Linked DNA regions of Anser cygnoides: region 1 is linked to region 2. Evidence: chromatin contacts called from public Hi-C data. All regions are on one chromosome and are shown on one strand. The core of a region is the stretch at or near the end of the contact, and the rest is flanking DNA. Distances in the headings are between cores, read along the strand shown. Region 1 holds the start of MEAK7 (MTOR associated protein, eak-7 homolog). Region 2 holds the start of MTHFSD (methenyltetrahydrofolate synthetase domain containing).

Region 1 (4,307 bases), core at 1,306-3,805, 660 kb after region 2:
GAGAATCACCTCTGTTACACGTGGGCAAGACTTAAACAAAAAGGGCAAAACATCACACATCTTCTTTGCAAAAAGCAGCTGCTTGGAGCTGAGGAAGGCCAGATATCCTTCAGTAGCTTTGACTGGTTCAGAGCTCAATAGTTAGACAAGAGAGGTCATGAAATTACCATGCGTTTGTGAAGATCATAGAGACGCTGACAAATAGACTTAGCATAAGGTCAGTTAGACTAGAATCTCTAGCCCTGTATTTCCAGTCAAGAAAATATATCATAAAGACAGAGATACAATATGAAATGCAACCTTTAGGAAAAAAAAAAAAAAAAAAAAAAAAGACTTCTGAAGTGTCAAAGAAAAGAAGAAAAAACTAACTTGAATTCGAAAATTTTGCTTTTATTTATTCTGTATGTTTACCCTTTCTCCTTAGGCATCAGTCGGAAATTCATTAATTCTGATAGAAACCAAACAATTGCAGCAGACTTTCTAGTAAGTGCTTATGTAGTCCAGGGAAGGAGCTTTACCAGGAATGGAATTTTGTCCTCGTGGTACATATTGTGTTTACAGAGTTCGTGGGAAAGAGATTAAAATAATTTATTATAAGAATTTTTACTCCCACATATATGCCAATAAACCTGAGAATCACATTTTCAACGCATCTGAAGCACCCAATGTAAGCTACACAGTTAACTTTCTTGACATATTTCGCCACCGTGTGGACAAATAAGCTTCAAGCAGTTTCGATTAACTGCTGAATTTGTGCTCACATTACATGAACTTCCTATTCATTTCCTCAGGTTTGACTTGCTATGTCTTGATCCCGCTGACACAACCTGGTTACCTTATGTGGCTCTAGTGACGACCAAGGCAAACCAGAATCAGTAGGTATTTATTCATCCATGACCACCTTGGAATGCTGCTCAATGCGTTTTTAACTCCGAACTGGCAACAAGAATACACTACATGTTTTTATAAAGCTTTGCATACCACAAAAATTTAAGAAAACTGAGTATTTGGGGAAGTTAATGTTATCATAATTTTTACTTGGTACAAAAGAATAAAAAAAATGGGAACTCTGCCATGACTATTATATATTTTATATGTTATACATTATTTTCTTGCTTTGGTATGTTATAAAGGAACTGTTGAAAAGACATGGATCAAACTGTCATTTCAAGCCACAGGCCAAAGCTGCTAACCTGTCCCATAGAGTCTGGTTGCAGGAACACAACCATCACTACATTTGGGGGAAGATGCATGTGCACATCTTCCCCTTGGCTGGAAGGAGGCTTTATGTCGAGGTCTGGCTGCAAACAAACTACAGCTAGACAAACCGTGGGTGAGGCATCGCTATTGAGAACGTGAAGCCCTCAATGTATTTCTTACAGGAACCAAACCCAGTGACTGCAAGGACAAGGGGAATGCTGCTGAAGTAACATAACTGAGGTGGAAAGAAACAGTTATTGATCTGAAAAAAGTGAGTTTGGGGACCAGTATTGCAACCATTTAGATTTTTTTTTTTTCTCAAGTATTCCTGTCTCATAGTGAAGGGTGGCCGATGCCCAAGTGCCATCCCTGCCACCTGCCTTTTCTTCTCAGCCCCAGTATGGCCTTTACTTTCCAGCCTGGTGTGATTTTGGCAGCCACGAGATAAGAGTTTGACCTATTCACTGAGAATTTTTTTATATTTTCCCCCCAATGCCATGGCAATTCGCCTGACTGTATACCCTGAAAACGACCTGACAAGGCACCTTCGCCTTCTCTGAGGAGCACTGCCCTGGGCAGTCAGTCTTCCCCAGTCACAACACACAAACCTCTGAGTTTTCACCACTCTTTCCCCCTCTACTCAGCCCTGGTGAGCCCCCACTTGGAGTACTGCATACAGCACAAGGATGTGGAGCTGTTAGAGTGGGTCGGAGCACCTCTCCTACAAAGAAAGGCTGAGAGAGCTGGGCCTGTTCAGCCTACAGAAGAGAAGGCTCAGGGGTGACCTCACTGCAACCTTTCAGTACTTGAAAGAGACTTATAAAAAAGATGGAGAACTACTCTTTGCTCAATCAGGTATTGACAGTATGAGGGGGAATGGTTTTTTTTTTAAAAAAGAGGGGAGATTTAGAGGTTGGAAGTAAATTTTTCACTCAGAGGGTGGTGAGGCACTGGAACATGTTGCCCAGAGAGGTTGTGGATGCCCCATCCCTGGATGTGTTCACAACCAGGTTAGATGAGACCCTGAGCAACCTGATCTAGTGGGTGACATCCCTGCCTATGGCAGGGGGATTGGAACTGGGTGATCTTTGAGGTCCCTTCAAACCCAGGCCATTCTATGATTGTTTTTGGGCTGCACTTTAGGGCCGAACTGCCTGTGCGGCTGAGGTGAGCCGAGAGCTCCCGGTCAGTGGGGAGAGCCCCTTAACCGGGGTGAACCCCTTAACCGGGGGAGCCCCCGATCAGCGGGAAGAGCCTTTCCCCACACCGGCCCCAGTCTCAGGGGCTCCCACGCAGCCATCCCAGGCTTTCCACAGCGGTCTCTGTCACCGCCCGCCTCCCTGGACGAGCATCCCCGGTCCCGCCCCGCCACCGCCTCAGGGGCGGTGCCGCCCGGCGCCATTCCCCCGCCGCGCTCCGCTCCGGCCCGGCAGCCTGCAGGCGCCGGGGGGCGCCGGTTGTCGGGTACCGGGGGCGGGGGGGGGGGATGGGGTGTAAAGGTCCGGGGGCTTCTCCTGGAGGGGGCGGAGAGGGGTCTGGGGGGGGGTCCCGCGGCGAGGCCGCGGCTTAGGGCGCCCTGCGGGTAAGGGGAGAGGGGGGCTGGCGGCTGGCGCCTCCTGCTCCCTCCGGTTTCTGCCCCCGAGGTGGGACGGGGGCCATTTCTGGGGGTTTGCAGATCTGGTGGGGAAGGACGGGCTCGGCTTTGGGGAAATAATAAAGCTAGAAAATTGCAAATCGCCAAGGCTTGTGCCTGGCTCCCTGCTAGGAACTACTCGCCTTGGGTCTCCCCCTTCTCAAGAGCGGTGCCCTCCCTGCATGGAGCCCTGCTCCTCAGTTCCCTGCTGATAGTGACCATGTCCTCACGGCTTTTTCTTCCAGGTTACTGCCATTTCCATTAACCTTTTGGCGTTTATCCCGCGATCGACATCTTCCTTGCAGGAAGCAAGGCTTTTGGGCCTGTAACACTCAGTTAAGGTAAATAAGCCCAACCCAGACTCGGAGGTACAGCTGCTTATCAGTCAATGTCACGTTGGATTAGCCTAAACAAAGAGCTTCTGATGTTTCTGAAGGGCTGTTTTAGGGCCTTGCCTAGAAAATAAGGTTTGTGTGGAAGTGGTAATCCTGAACCCAAAGTGACGTGCCAGAAATAATGCGGAGTTTGTGGAAAGGAAAACACGAAAGGGCAGATTATACAGTTTCTCCCCGTTTTGGGGTTGTCACCCCAGAAGCGTGTAAGTCTGGGGAGATGGGAAGGCCGTTTGCAGCAGTGTCTGTCACGGAACCTGGGATTTCAGGTCCCTGTGGCGCTGTTAGGTCTGTGCCATGCTGCTCCAGGGAGAAACCTGGTGCATGTGGTCTTGACAGCACATTAAAAAACACCCGCGTTAAATTAGTAATGCAGGTGAATCCTGAGGCAGTGGGAGAAACCACAGGTGTACGTTAAAGGTATTAAAAAAACCAAACAGACAAAAAAACCCCCACAATTCTTTGGATACCAGCCCCCAACAATTTATTGAATTCCTATGAAGCTGTGTGTTAGGTCTTGAGTCTTCCTCCTAAATGTTTTGGTTACTCTGTATTTCTTAGCAGCTTTTTGACTGATTGCCGAATTGAGTCTGTAGAAACACGTGATTTTCAGAGTGATACTGTTTTAGTGCCATATATTATTGGCAGACCTAGCTTCAGTCTGTTAATGCATTAGAAATGTAGCATAATCTGTCATAAATAATCCATAATTAGGCTATTCCCTTCATGTTACTGATGTATTCCAGCTGACAGACTCGTGGTCACTTTGTACAAGCTGATTTAATCATTAAATCATACTGGTTTTTCCATTTGATAAGACCTGAATGACGTTTGAATTGGTAGACAGGGTGGTCTTAGCAGAGAGATGTGCTTTTTAAAGCACAGTTACTACTCACACACATTATTCTTCAACTTTATGTAGTTTCGATATTCACGGAGACTTAAAAGTAGTTCTAATAGTTTCCTAGCAAGCTAGTAATTTGCCCTCTTCTAAAACTTGCACTGGTATGTCAGGCTGTTTGGTGCGTCTTTTGCGACCATTGTAATAGCCTTTAGTATTTGCATTTTTTTTCCATTTCCCT
Region 2 (4,122 bases), core at 908-3,407:
TATGGGTCTGACATACACCCTGTGATAAATGTATGGCAATCTGAGGCAAGGCTACCTGACGTGTTTCTGGGAATTAGACCACAAAACCATGGAAACAGCTGTTGTTCCACAGAAGTGTACTACTTTACCAGAACTCTATGTGAACCTCTGTAGTTTGCCCAAAAGGCAATGATACGCTGACATGAGCAGCCCTGGGAAGCTCAGGACTGGTAAAACTCCTGCAGGAAAAATAGCAGGAGTTGGCCACAAGGTGCTGCCAAGCACTGCACCATTGTCCCACTCTCCTCCTCAGGGGTGCAAGGCACTCAGTTACCTGCAGCGCGGCTAGCCGAACACCTTCCAGAGGTTTATCAGGATCCACTTTGATCACACCTGCTCTGCTGAACGCATCGAGCTCTTTAATAGAGCAGCAAGCCTGGTGGGACCCCTGTGTGAAGAAAGGAATCAGGAGAGAAGGGAATGCATTCACTTACTTCTAGTGTTAGAAAGCGAGCATTCTTCTGGGGAACATCGGGATTTATTTTTACAGTATTGGCGGCTTTGAACTCCTGTAAAGCCAGAAGCCTTGTCGCAGCATGAGAGGCACCCTGTTTTCATAAAATAACCATGCATCACCAAGGAGTTCAAAGCAGAGAGGAGAAATTTTTACTCTTTCATCCTGTAGAGACGCTAACTTCCCATGATTTTAAACAAGAGGGACACACTGCTAATTTTGTGACCTTCTCTATGGGAAGGAAACACATACCAACAGTGGCTGAAGGCTCCACTAACATCTTGCAGGCCACAGAAAAAAAGGGGACCTGGGTACACTCACTTTGCCTAAGTTGACTCCATTCACTCCTGACTCAAAGTCGGAGGGCAATTTCCCTGTTTAGACAATGAACACAAACAGGTTCCTTTAAACAAAGGACACAGAGGCTGGTTTTGGATGAACCACTTTCGGGACAAGTCTCCCTTTGCAAAGCCTATATGGAGCTCAAGAAATTAAGTTCTTAGAGTGAGGTGCGAAAACCTGGTGAAACACAAACAAAATGCAGCACACACCTGCCACGGCCTATCTGTGGGAGATCACAGAACGGCTCGGGTGGGAAGGGACCTCAAAGATCATCCAGTTCCCACCCCCTGCCATGGGCGGGGACACCACCCACTGGATCAGGCTGGCCAAGGCCCCATCCAGCCTGGCCTTGGGCACCTCCAGGGATGGGGCAGCCACATCCTCCGGGCAACCTGTGCCAGCGCCTCACCACCCTTACAGCGCAGAACTTCCTCCTAATGCCTAGTCTGAATCTCTTCTCTTTTAGTTTAAGACCATTCCCCCTCATCCTATCACTACCTGCCCAAGCAGAGCCCCCCTTCCATCCTTTTCTTTATCCCTTTTAGCATTGAAAGGCTGCAGCGAGGTTTCCCCGGATGCTTCCCTTCTGCAAGCTGCACACCCCCGGCCTTTCCTCACAGGGGCACACCCCAGGCACGGCAGAGCTTTGCATTTGCTGACCCGCAGCGCACCGGAGGTGCACGGGGTGACGATCTCAGCTCTCTGCCGCCGCCGCCACCACGATCACCACCTCCATCGCCTCCTCCACCACCACCACCACTTCCACCACCACCTCAACCGCCAGCTCCACCTCCGCCGCCTCCATCCTTGCCTTCACTACCATCACCACTACCTCCATCGCTCCCACCACCACGCCCAGGACCACCTCCTCCTCCACCACCACCCCCACCTCCGTCACCATCACCCCCAGAACCTCCACCACCCCCACCTCCTCACCCTCCCCCCCGTACCTTGAAGTTGGGGATGCGGCCGTGCACGGGCCGGGGTCTCTCCGCCAGGCCGCTGCTCTCCAGGTAGCCCCACACCAGCTCCCGGACGCCGCCCTTAGATGTCCCTGAGGGAACGGGGGGCAGCGCTCAGCTACAGCCCCCCCTAAATCCCCTCAGCCCAACCGCCGCCCCCAACGGTCACCCTCGCGCCCCCCCCGGCCGTGACGTAACGCCCCGCGTGACGTCACGCCCCCCACCGTGACGTCGCGCCCCCGCGCCCCGCCCCCGCCGCTCACCCGCGCGCGGCCCCGCGCCCCCCTGCATGGCGGCGAGAGCCGCCCAGGGGTGGGGCTTCCGGCCCCGGCTTGGCTCCGCCCACCGCTCCGGGAGGCTACGGCGGGGCGGAGGGGACAAAAAGGTGCGAGGGCGAAGGGGAAATGGGGGGGGGGGGAATAGGAATAGGAATAGGAATAGGAATAGGAATAGGAATAGGAATAGGAATAGGAATAGGAATAGGAATAGGAATAGGAATAGGAATAGGAATAGGAATAGGAATAGGAATAGGAATAGGAATAGGAATAGGAATAGGAATAGGAATAGGAATAGGAATAGGAATAGGAATAGGAATAGGAATAGGAATAGGAATAGGAATAGGAATAGGAATAGGAATAGGAATAGGAATAGGAATAGGAATAGGAATAGGAATGAACGCCCCAAAGAGAAGCCCCCTCTCCCGCCATAGCCTGTTCTGCAGTGCCACACGCTGTGAGGAAAACCCCAAGCCCAACCCATGGGCCTTTCCCCGAGTCATGCCCCAAAATCCCGGCCATGTCCCCGTGCTTTGCCAGCCCCCGAGGGGCCGCGTTTTGACTTAAGGTTCACAGCAGAAATCAGGGAGAGCTTATGTACAGAAACAGGGCGCAGCACAGCCCCCCAGGATCCCATAGCCTTCCTTTCAGTCGTATGTTTTACCTGGAAAAAAGCACACTTCTCATAAAACAAACTCCCAAATCAACTATTTAATCAGTTATTTTTCCATTTAAAGTCATCCAGTCATACATAAAGCACTACCCAGCCTTTACGTGCGATTCCAGGTCCGCCAGCATCTGCGAAGCACGCTTCTCACCCACATATAATGGGATGGCAAACGATTTATTTGCCCGATTTATTATTTATGGGACGGATGCATTCCCCAAGCACCCCGAGAAAAGCAGAGCGGGACAGGAGGGCTGTGGGAGCGACGAGCCATGGCTTTGTCTTAAAGCCTCTCAGGGAAGAATGGGACATGGCTTTGGGGTTCGGTTTCTGATCTGCTTGGCTCGGGTGCTGCCGATACACGTCCACGGCCGGAGCTGACTGTTGCTTTGCCAGCCCAAAAAGCGGAACAAATTAGGATGCTCTTCTCTGAATAGTTGCAGATGTTTCGCTGGGCAGATGCAAGTGCATTTTCTTTCTGGGGCTGCTGTTGGTTGCCGAGCTGTTTTTTTCACAGCGCAAAGCAAAGGCCACGGCTCCACTGGGCCCGGGAGTCTTTCCCCCTCCAACAATTTGTTTTTCAAGCTCAAACCGATACCGTGGACTTGGGCTAAACGCTGTGGTGAGCCTGGGGCTTCACCTTCCCACCGAAACCCCTCGTCAGCATTTGGAGAAAGAACTCGGAGCCCTGGTTCCGCAATGGGGTGCGCTTAGGAAGAGCCTTTTCACTACCTCCGAGTGCTGCTGGAGCCAGTGGGAATCCGTCCAGGCATAATAGACCACCCATGTGGAGCTGGGCCTAAATGTTTGAAGCTCATTCCTCCACTTCCTACTCACGGAAAACTCCCAGCGACTTTGATATCTCAGCGGGGAGTTCGGGATTGGGCCTTTGGTGAGCAATTTACGGCCTCTCTGTAAGTCAGCCTCATGATTTGCGCTGCCGGCAGAGGAAATGGAAGCGTCGTCCTCCTTCCCGAGAGGGTGCAGGGACCTCACGTGGGCTCACCATGCTGGGACACCGGGTGGCATTTAGCTCTCCTCGTGTCCGTCGGGGCTGCAAGAGCCAGCACTCTCCGTCTGTCCGCTGTCACCCCAAAATCATCGTGCTGCAGCTCCCGGGATGGATGCGGCTCTGACACACTCTTCCTCCTCTCCTCTGGGAAAGGGGAAGCGAGTGAGAGCAACTGCATTGTGACAATTAATGCAATAGCAATCAGGGGGGCTCAGGTCCTTCCCACAGCTCCCTCCAACCTCCCTGCAGGCCATTCAGTCGCACACGTGGATTTGGCTTCCCAAAAATAGGGGCCCGAGCTGGCTCTGCAGCGATCAGGATACTTTGCCCTAGGAGTCTGCTGCTGGGTGGCGTTTTTTTTCGACCGGTTC

Evidence for each region. Hi-C and Micro-C count contacts between places; a contact is called where the count stands out from the background.
Region 1: a Hi-C map of liver shows a contact between it and region 2, with 2.1 times the contacts expected there. The contact joins the promoter of MEAK7 here to the promoter of MTHFSD in region 2. A contact is called at or near these places in 2 of 7 Hi-C or Micro-C datasets (granulosa cells and liver).

Annotation. Positions count from the first base shown.
Region 1 is chr12:3,773,630-3,777,936 of Taihu_goose_T2T_genome, forward strand. MEAK7 (MTOR associated protein, eak-7 homolog) reads left to right here and starts at 2,556. Exons shown (of 9, transcript XM_067004319.1): 1 at 2,556-2,664; 2 at 3,079-3,174.
Region 2 is chr12:3,109,437-3,113,558 of Taihu_goose_T2T_genome, forward strand. MTHFSD (methenyltetrahydrofolate synthetase domain containing) reads right to left here and starts at 2,158. Exons shown (of 10, transcript XM_048075141.2): 1 at 2,061-2,158; 2 at 1,786-1,889; 3 at 314-427. The coding sequence starts at 2,088.